Linked DNA regions of Ovis canadensis: region 2 is linked to region 1. A link is a contact called in public Hi-C data. All regions are on one chromosome and are shown on one strand. Each heading gives the region's core, a stretch centred on a gene start, on an enhancer-like site or on the middle of the called end of the contact. The rest is flanking DNA. Distances are from core to core; before and after follow the strand shown. Region 1 holds the start of ZEB2 (zinc finger E-box binding homeobox 2). Region 2 holds the start of GTDC1 (glycosyltransferase like domain containing 1).

What was found. A called contact is a pair of places that touch in the nucleus more often than the background predicts.
Region 2: a contact with region 1 is called in a Hi-C map of lung, with 3 times the contacts expected there. The contact joins the promoter of GTDC1 here to the promoter of ZEB2 in region 1. A contact is called at or near these places in 2 of 2 Hi-C or Micro-C datasets (fibroblasts and lung).

Annotation. Positions count from the first base shown.
Region 1 is chr2:170,891,597-170,895,487 of ARS-UI_OviCan_v2, forward strand. It overlaps ZEB2 (zinc finger E-box binding homeobox 2), which reads left to right and starts at 1,772. Exons shown (of 10, transcript XM_069577636.1): 1 at 1,772-2,254.
Region 2 is chr2:171,091,521-171,095,411 of ARS-UI_OviCan_v2, forward strand. It overlaps GTDC1 (glycosyltransferase like domain containing 1), which reads left to right and starts at 2,080. Exons shown (of 12, transcript XM_069577646.1): 1 at 2,080-2,205.

The DNA.
Region 1 (3,891 bases), core at 522-3,021:
TTTAATTTTTTTTATTATTAAATTTTAGGCGGGTCTCCAATGCTCCTCTATAAGTAAATTATATGAGTGGGGTGGGGGAGATGATTCTCATTGTAATAAATGCTTAAGGTAGCAAAGAGGTGAGTCTGTAATCAACTGTGAAAATTTACTTCCTCACATCCTAAAGTAAGTGTTGGTTGTGGTCATGCTGGGTGGCTATTGCCCCCTCCCCAATAAACATACAAAATACAAAGCTGTGCACCTCTGGGAGTGTGGATGTGGCAAACCAAGTGGTGGCTTTTCCCTCCTCTTGAGTGCAATTGCCAGTGACTCTTGCATTCAAAGTCTTGCTTTAGGCACACATTCAAAGTACAGTTCAAAGCAGTTTATCTTAATGTGAGTAAAAGTGTAGTGTTGGATCAGGGTGTTATTTGTTTCAGATTTCATCAGACTGAAAACAGGGGGCTGTAACATATTAACAATATTAAAGCAGGAAAAAAATGGCATGAGGCTATCCTTCAGTCCTCTTGACACCTCCACCTTTACCTTTGCAAAGACTGTGGGACTGAAAGTTTATTTGTGCTCTGAGGTCCTCAAGCACTTTCACTCTTTAAAAAAAAAAAAAAAAGCCTCACAGTTCTTTAAGAAATTGAGCCTGAACCACTGGAGGCTAAGAGATTTCTTCCTTTTCCGATAAATGCCTGTGCTCAGCATCCTCAAATTTGGCTGTCTTTATTTACTTCTATATTAGTTCCAATTATGTGCAGTGTAAACCAGCTTTTTGATTAACAAAACAGCAGAGCATTGGTTAAGAACACTTAAACTTCAAAAAAAATTCCCCTGGGAAGTAGGCTCTGAATTGGTTAATAATGTGCAGTACTTGCTAAATTGCTGACTTCCAGATGTGGAAAATATCTTTCTTGTTTAGGACCTATGTAACCTGATTGGATTACGACAGAAGCGTCACGTTGGAAGCTTTTGAGTGATTATTTAATTAACCATACAGTAGAAAGCTGTATTCTCCAGGAAATCCCTACCATATTTACATAACCAATCCCTTCAGAGCAAAGGTGGAGTCTTTTCTTTTTAATTTTACTTTAATTGCAATATCAAAAAATATATACTCCAAAACTTAGACCCCATGCCGTTTAATATCGTGCTCTTCCTTCCCTGCTAAATTCCTCTATGGCCTTTCTCCTTTTCCTCCTGCCTCCCTCCACACACTCCCTCACTTTGTAGTGAAGTCTCCTTGAGATGTAGAGAGATTCAGAGATCGGTCAACTCAGCGCTCTATGTTAATTTACTTAGAGACCCTTTTTAAAAATGCCAAACTACTTTTTAGTATTGGGATCCAATCCAGAAATTCATCACATACACACACCCCAACACACATGCCCTAAAATGCAGCTCACATAACAGCAATTTTCCCCCTCTGGCTCTGGCATCTTGAAAGAAAATAATAATAATAATAATAATAATACGAGAAAGGGCAAAAAATTTAGTTCCAGAAACCGTGCTGAGAAATCCACACAACTTAATGTGCATCTCAAATCTGGTTATTAGAGATATCTGTATAAGAAGAGGCGATGTGGATTGAGGAACCGGGATCTTTCCCTTTAACTTTCGCCCCTTAGAGTTCTCCAGTTCTGTGAATGGTGTGCACCGTTTTCCGCCCTGTACTCTGTAGGATTTAGTGATGAGGATAATGATGCCAAAGGCTTGACGGGGGTGGGGGGGGATGGGGGGGGTGGGAGGGGGGGCGTGGAGAAGAGAGGGAGGGAGGGAGGGAGGCGAAAGGGAGGGAGAGAGGAAGGGAGGGAGGTGGAATTTCATTTCTTCCACTAAAGCGTTTGCGGAGACTTCAAGGTATAATCTATCCCAGATCCTTTCCCAGAGAGAAACTTGGCGATCACGTTTTCACATGATGCTCACGCTCAGGGCGCTTCAATTATCCCTCCCCACAAAGATAGGTGGCGCGTGTTTCAGGGTCTCTCTCTCTCCTACAGAAAAGAAAAAGAAAAAAATGTCATTAGAAGAGGCGTAACACGTCAGTCCGTCCCCAGGTTTGTGTTTCCTGGAGTGGCCGAAAGAGATCAGTTCTAACCTGCTCCGCAGGAATAACGGTCCTGCCTCCAGACACTCTTGGCGAGGTTTTGTACAGTTTGCTCCGGGAGCTGTTTCTTCGCTTCCACCTTTTTCTCCCCCACACTTCGCGGCTTCTTCATGCTTTTTCTTCTCACCATTTCTGGCCAAAACTACAAACAAGACTTCGCAGGTAGGTTTTTTTTTTTCCCCCTTTTCTCTCTTTTTATTCCTTTTTGGCATGGTCACCCCCCCACCTTCCTTTTATGATTTTCTCCTTTTAAGTGGGGATGTGAGTCTAAAGTGAGAAGGAGTGTCTGTGGGTAGGAATTTCAGGTGGGTTTAGCTCCTTTATGGCAAGCTTTTCCCAAGAATGACTTCTTCGATTTTTCTCGCACTCCCTGTGTCTCTCTCCTTCTTTTTCTCCCCCCTTTTTTCCCTCCCCCAAATAATTTGCCCCGTACCTGTCCATTCAGGTAACCAAAGGTGCCTTTTACTACCCAGCCTTGGAAAAGTTTTATTGAGATCTGTATGGTTGGAATAAAAACTCTTCGAGGGGAGAGATTTTGCTCTATTTTCACTCTAGTTCCAATTCATTGTATTCAGCAATTAAAACTTGGCAAATACCTGTTAATAATTACAAAACTTGATGGATACAAACCTACCAAATTCGGGATCAAGTCTTTCTCTTAGATATGGCAGTCCAACCTTTCCCACCGAAGAAGGCTGTTTTCTAAGTAGAAAGTTGCCTGTTTTTGTCTGCTTAGCGAGTTTCATTTCTTTATTTCATTCTTTGTGTGTGTATGTATGTGAAGTAACACCTCACTTCTGTGATGATAAATAAAGAAGTGAAAGTCCTCATGGAACTTGAGTCGTTTACCAAAGTGGAGGGGGGGGGGGCTCACTACAGCTGGGAAGAAAACTGCCGTCAGGACATTAGGGTTTTAAATTAAGAATAACTTTTGAAATTGTATTTCCAATGGCAAAGTCATATAGAGACAGAAGATACATACACTCAAATATCCCATTCCATACTTTGGCACTAAAAAGTCGAGATAGCAGGAGTTACCAGGAACAGGGGTGATCCCGGTTAACATGAATATGTGTGTCTCCCACCTACTTACATATTTTACATGCTCCCCCTATAATGATGAAGGTAAGATTACTAACTCCAGAGTTAGAAATAACAGGCAAAGATAAAGTTTACAGCACAAATGCCCTGTCTGTCCCTCACACACACATGCTCATAAAACTAGCAGCTTACTTTATTAAACATGTATTTATATGCAATCGTGCGTAAGTCTCAGCAGGAATACAGACAGGCCAGCTGTTTCATCCCAGACACTTGTGTGTCCATTTCTGTATTTCAGGATTTTTCCCAACAATTTCAAATCTACAGGAGAGTCAAGACATGACAAAATGTGTCAAACTTAAAAGGCTGCCACTATGCCTAGGTTAAATTCAAGGTGCTTTCTAAATCATCTACTTCCCCTTCTCTCTGCTCCCCCCCCCCCAACTTACCCCTCTCAGCAAAAGTGTGGAAACTGATACTCACTTTCCAGGTTTTCGCAAAGCTTCTAGCACAGGAGACAATAGGTGCGGGGCGTGGGGACCGAGTGTACTCGGCAGAGAAAGGGTTAATGGCCCTTGTGTTACAGTTTGCATCTGTTACATCTTTTATAGCCCCCTGTTTAAACTAATCCTCGAGGCACAGCATCTTCCCAACCTCCATCGAGTTTCGGGATTCTCCTCCTCTCCTGCCTGCCTCCGAGGTTCCCCTTCTCCAAGTTTTGACAGTTTCAGCTGAAAAAATGCAGCGCCTCTCTCGAT
Region 2 (3,891 bases), core at 830-3,329, 200 kb after region 1:
GAACCCTGACCAGGTGAGATGGAGCTTATGCAAAAGGAATTGTTGAAATCAGTGGGACAAAATGACCTCTGATAGCAATACTTTCCTAGTTAACGCCATGTATAATTTCATGCATCACTTAGGCCATGTAGGAAAAACTGCAGAGTCAAAGACCTCTGATGTAATAACTTTTTGTGACTAGTTACTATAACCCAGATGCTGGCAGATATGTGAGTCAGAAGATCTGAGTTTGAATTCTGGCTTTGTTTCCAATTACTCTGGGGAATACTGAGGAAGTATTTACCCATTCTGGATGTCAGTTGTTCAACTGTAAAATGAAAAGATTAGACTCCAGATGATAAATACTTGATAAGTTAATTATAACATTCTAAGACTGGATTTCCAGAGCAATGAAATGGCAGCCATAGCCTTTGGGGTTCTTCTTGTACTTGTTCCATGGATAGGATTTACTATTTTATGTGTTTTTAGGAACACTCACTTTCAGCTTTTGGCATTTATAGTTTTCTGTTTCCCAATTTGTGTTAAAGGGGATGGACAGATGGTTGATTAGGCTTTCAAATGCTTATAATGCTGTTGTTCAGTTCAACAATGGTTTTAAACTTCAAGGGTCTACATAGAGCCTGGATTTTGTTTAGAATGGAAGATAGTTTTTACTCTTCAATTTAAGGATAATAATGTTTACTCACATAATTTAAAGCAACTTGTGGATGTTGCTTCCAAAGGCCTAATCAGTTTCCCTCATTTTGTTATGTTTAATTCATTTCCACATCACAGTCCAACTCTTCCAAGTTGCAGTTTTTAAAATGAAGTTACTGGAGTTCTAGTTACATTTGCATGTTTTGCCTTTTTCTAACTCATTTAACCCACAAGCGCTTTCCAAATACAAAACCCTTTGATTCGGAATCACAGAAATTGAAACGTGGAAGAAACACATTCCTCCTTTTACAGGTAAGAAAACAGGAGATCTAAAAGATCCTGGTGCTCTTCTACTGAATATGAATTTTATAAATAAAAGAGCTAAAGTGAGGTTAGATTGCAGAGAAAGTAACAGGCAAAATGTGTGAACTTTAATCCCCAACAGGAATTGTGTCATTTAATATATTATTGCACAGAAAAAGATTGGAGGGAACCCATGCAAGTCTAAGAGGCACCACTGCTATTGCTCAGGTTTGTGAATTTTTTTTTTTTTAATACTTTATTGGCTGCACTGGGTCTTAGTTGTGGTAATTGGGATCTTCCCTCATCATTGTGGCATTCAGGATCCTTTTTTACTTTCTGCATGCCAGATCTAGTTTCCTGATCAGGAATCGAATCCAAGCCCCCTGCACTGGAAGGACCAAGTCTTAGCAACTGGACAACCAAGGAAGACCCAGTTTTGTGAATTTTAACTATTTCAGAGACTCTTCAGGTGAGTGGGGTAGCGCACATGCATTTGTTTAACTCCTACACTGCATCTGAAGTATTTGGAGTAGTCAGAACAGAAAAGACGCTCAAAATGTAGGTAAAGGAAGAAGCGAGCCTTTTCACAGGGTTCCGACGTGACCAGAGGGAGGGAAATTAGAACGCGCTGGCAGAGCAGGCGCTCAGGAAGTGCGAGCTGCACAGCAGGTAGCGGTGGCAGGGGAGAAGTCCAGTGCGTACGAGGACCCTGAGGCTCCAGCAGGGAGGGGAGAGGAACGGGGACCAGGAGGGAAGGACTGGCAAGAAACTGCAAACTGAGGCTGACCTAGTGAGCAGAGAAGATCTTCTAGAAAGAAAAGAAGGCATGAGAGCTTACAACCAGACTAGGGGTTGAGGAAAGAGTACTAAAAACCTTAAGGGGAAGACAGGGGTGCGATCCAGAGATGGGAAAGGTGGGGAGGTGGGCGGCAAAGCGAGGTCCTCGGGCAGTGAACAGGTAAAAAGAGGTGCGGGGGTAGTGAGCCCACATGCGGTATTCTCCAGAGGGCGGGAGCGGCCGCTGAGTCAGGGACTAGCAGAGTCCCGGCAGCGCTGGAGGCGGAGTCTTGAGCGCGTGGGCGGACCCAGTGGGCGGGGCATGCGCCTGACGCGCCCCGAGGCCGCTGCGGCCGCGGGCCGGGCGGGGCGGCGGCGGCGGCGGCGGCGGCGGCTGCGGCCGCGGGGGAGGGGCCCGGCGTCAGCGCGTCGCCGGCTGGGCCGCGCCGGTGGCCAGGAGGGAGAGACTAGGAGGAGGAGGAGGAGGAGGTGAGTAGGCTCCGGGCTGGGGAGCCGCGCGGGCCGGCGGGGAGGCGGGGAGCGCAGCCCCTCCCCTCCGCTCCAAGGCGCCCGCCTCGCGGGACCGCGCGGCTCGGAGTTCCCAGAGGGGTTTTGGCGGCGGCGGCGGCGGCGGCGCAGGGAGCCGGGGGAGGGGGGGGGGCGGAGCTGAGGGCCTCGCGGGCGGTGTGCTTCCCGGGCGCACGCGCTGCGCTGGCGGTGCCGCGGTCCGCCGGGCACCCGGGCTGCTGCGTATCAGTCTTGCTGCGCACTGGCCATTTTCTGACTCCCTTTTCTTGGGTTCTACGTTTTCTGCGGGCCGGCTTCCCGCCGCTCGGCGCGCCGCTGCCGCCTCTTCGCTCTGCCGCGGGAGTGGGTGGAGGCGCGTCGCCTTCTGGCTGGGAGGAGGCCAGGTTCCCGGGCTCGGCCGTAGGCCCTCCTCGCCGATCTTGAGACTGCCGGGCCGGTGGTCCTTCGCGCCGCGCGCCCGCAGGCCTGCCTGAAGGACCCTTTCCATCTGGCCCAATTAGTGCCCTCACTTTCCTGACCTCAGGAGCCCCTTACTTAGTCTGCAGAGACTTACGACCTCACTCACTCTTCGCACCCCCGCCACTTGTCTCCCATGAGGATCCAGCATACACTTTGTTTTAATCGGGATCCAGGCAGTTGTACTGGTGGAAATGGCCCCGGAATTAATCCTGTAAATCCAGACACGAACCCAACAGCGAAGTTGCAGTACTATAGTAATTTAACCTTTACGGGCGAGGTTTTTTTTCCCCCCTCTCCTCTCTGGCGAAGGCAACTTTATAGAGTCTTCTGAGAACTGTACTGCATTAGATTATCTTCGAGATAATTCTTAAGTTAGCGCCTGGAGGCAGTGTGATGGGAGGTTCAAAGAGAAGGCTATGCACTTTTTCCTCCACCGTATCACAGTTTGAAGTGGAAAACGTGCGTTGACGGTGATTTTCCACATGAGGTGGGTTGCAGAGTGCAGCCCCCGTGAGCCGTGGCTCGCCTTGGTTCCTGGGTGCTACCCCTGAAGTTGATTTTAAAGCTCAACAGAATGGTCAGGTAAAGGAGCTGCTGCAAAGAAATCCAGTATAATTCAATAGAGCCATTTTATTGGATTCTATTAACCTGTTTAACCTTAAACTAAAGCATGGCGGGAGTTTCATGTAGGAACTCACATACAAAGTGCAATACTGAATTTTAGTTAGTGCGTTCCAGGTTTGATGTGGAGTAGTCTCCTCAGCTCGCACTGCCTTTCATTATGCATTTTCCTTAGGATCTTGTTTTAAAGAAACAGTTTTAGTATAGAGGGTGGGAGGAATACCCTTTGAATCATGAAACTTTCTTTGACGAACTTGAAAACTGGATAGGTAAAATCTGAACCTTGATACTGAGATAAGGTAGGAAACTGATGTTTATAGCATTACCACTTTGAGAAATTAAGGCTTCTTTACTCTTGTTTTGAAACCATGTTGACGTCTTAATTTCACGGACGGCAGAAGTACAGAATTTTCTGTTTGTGAGGAACTTCAGCAGCTGATTATTAGTTATTTATTATTAACTTAATTCAGCGTCATTATTTTGCAGAGAGAAAGTAATCCAAATTCCCTGAAGAGATTTAACATGAACTAAAGAGAACTAGTTGGTTTAACTGAACACTTAAGTAGA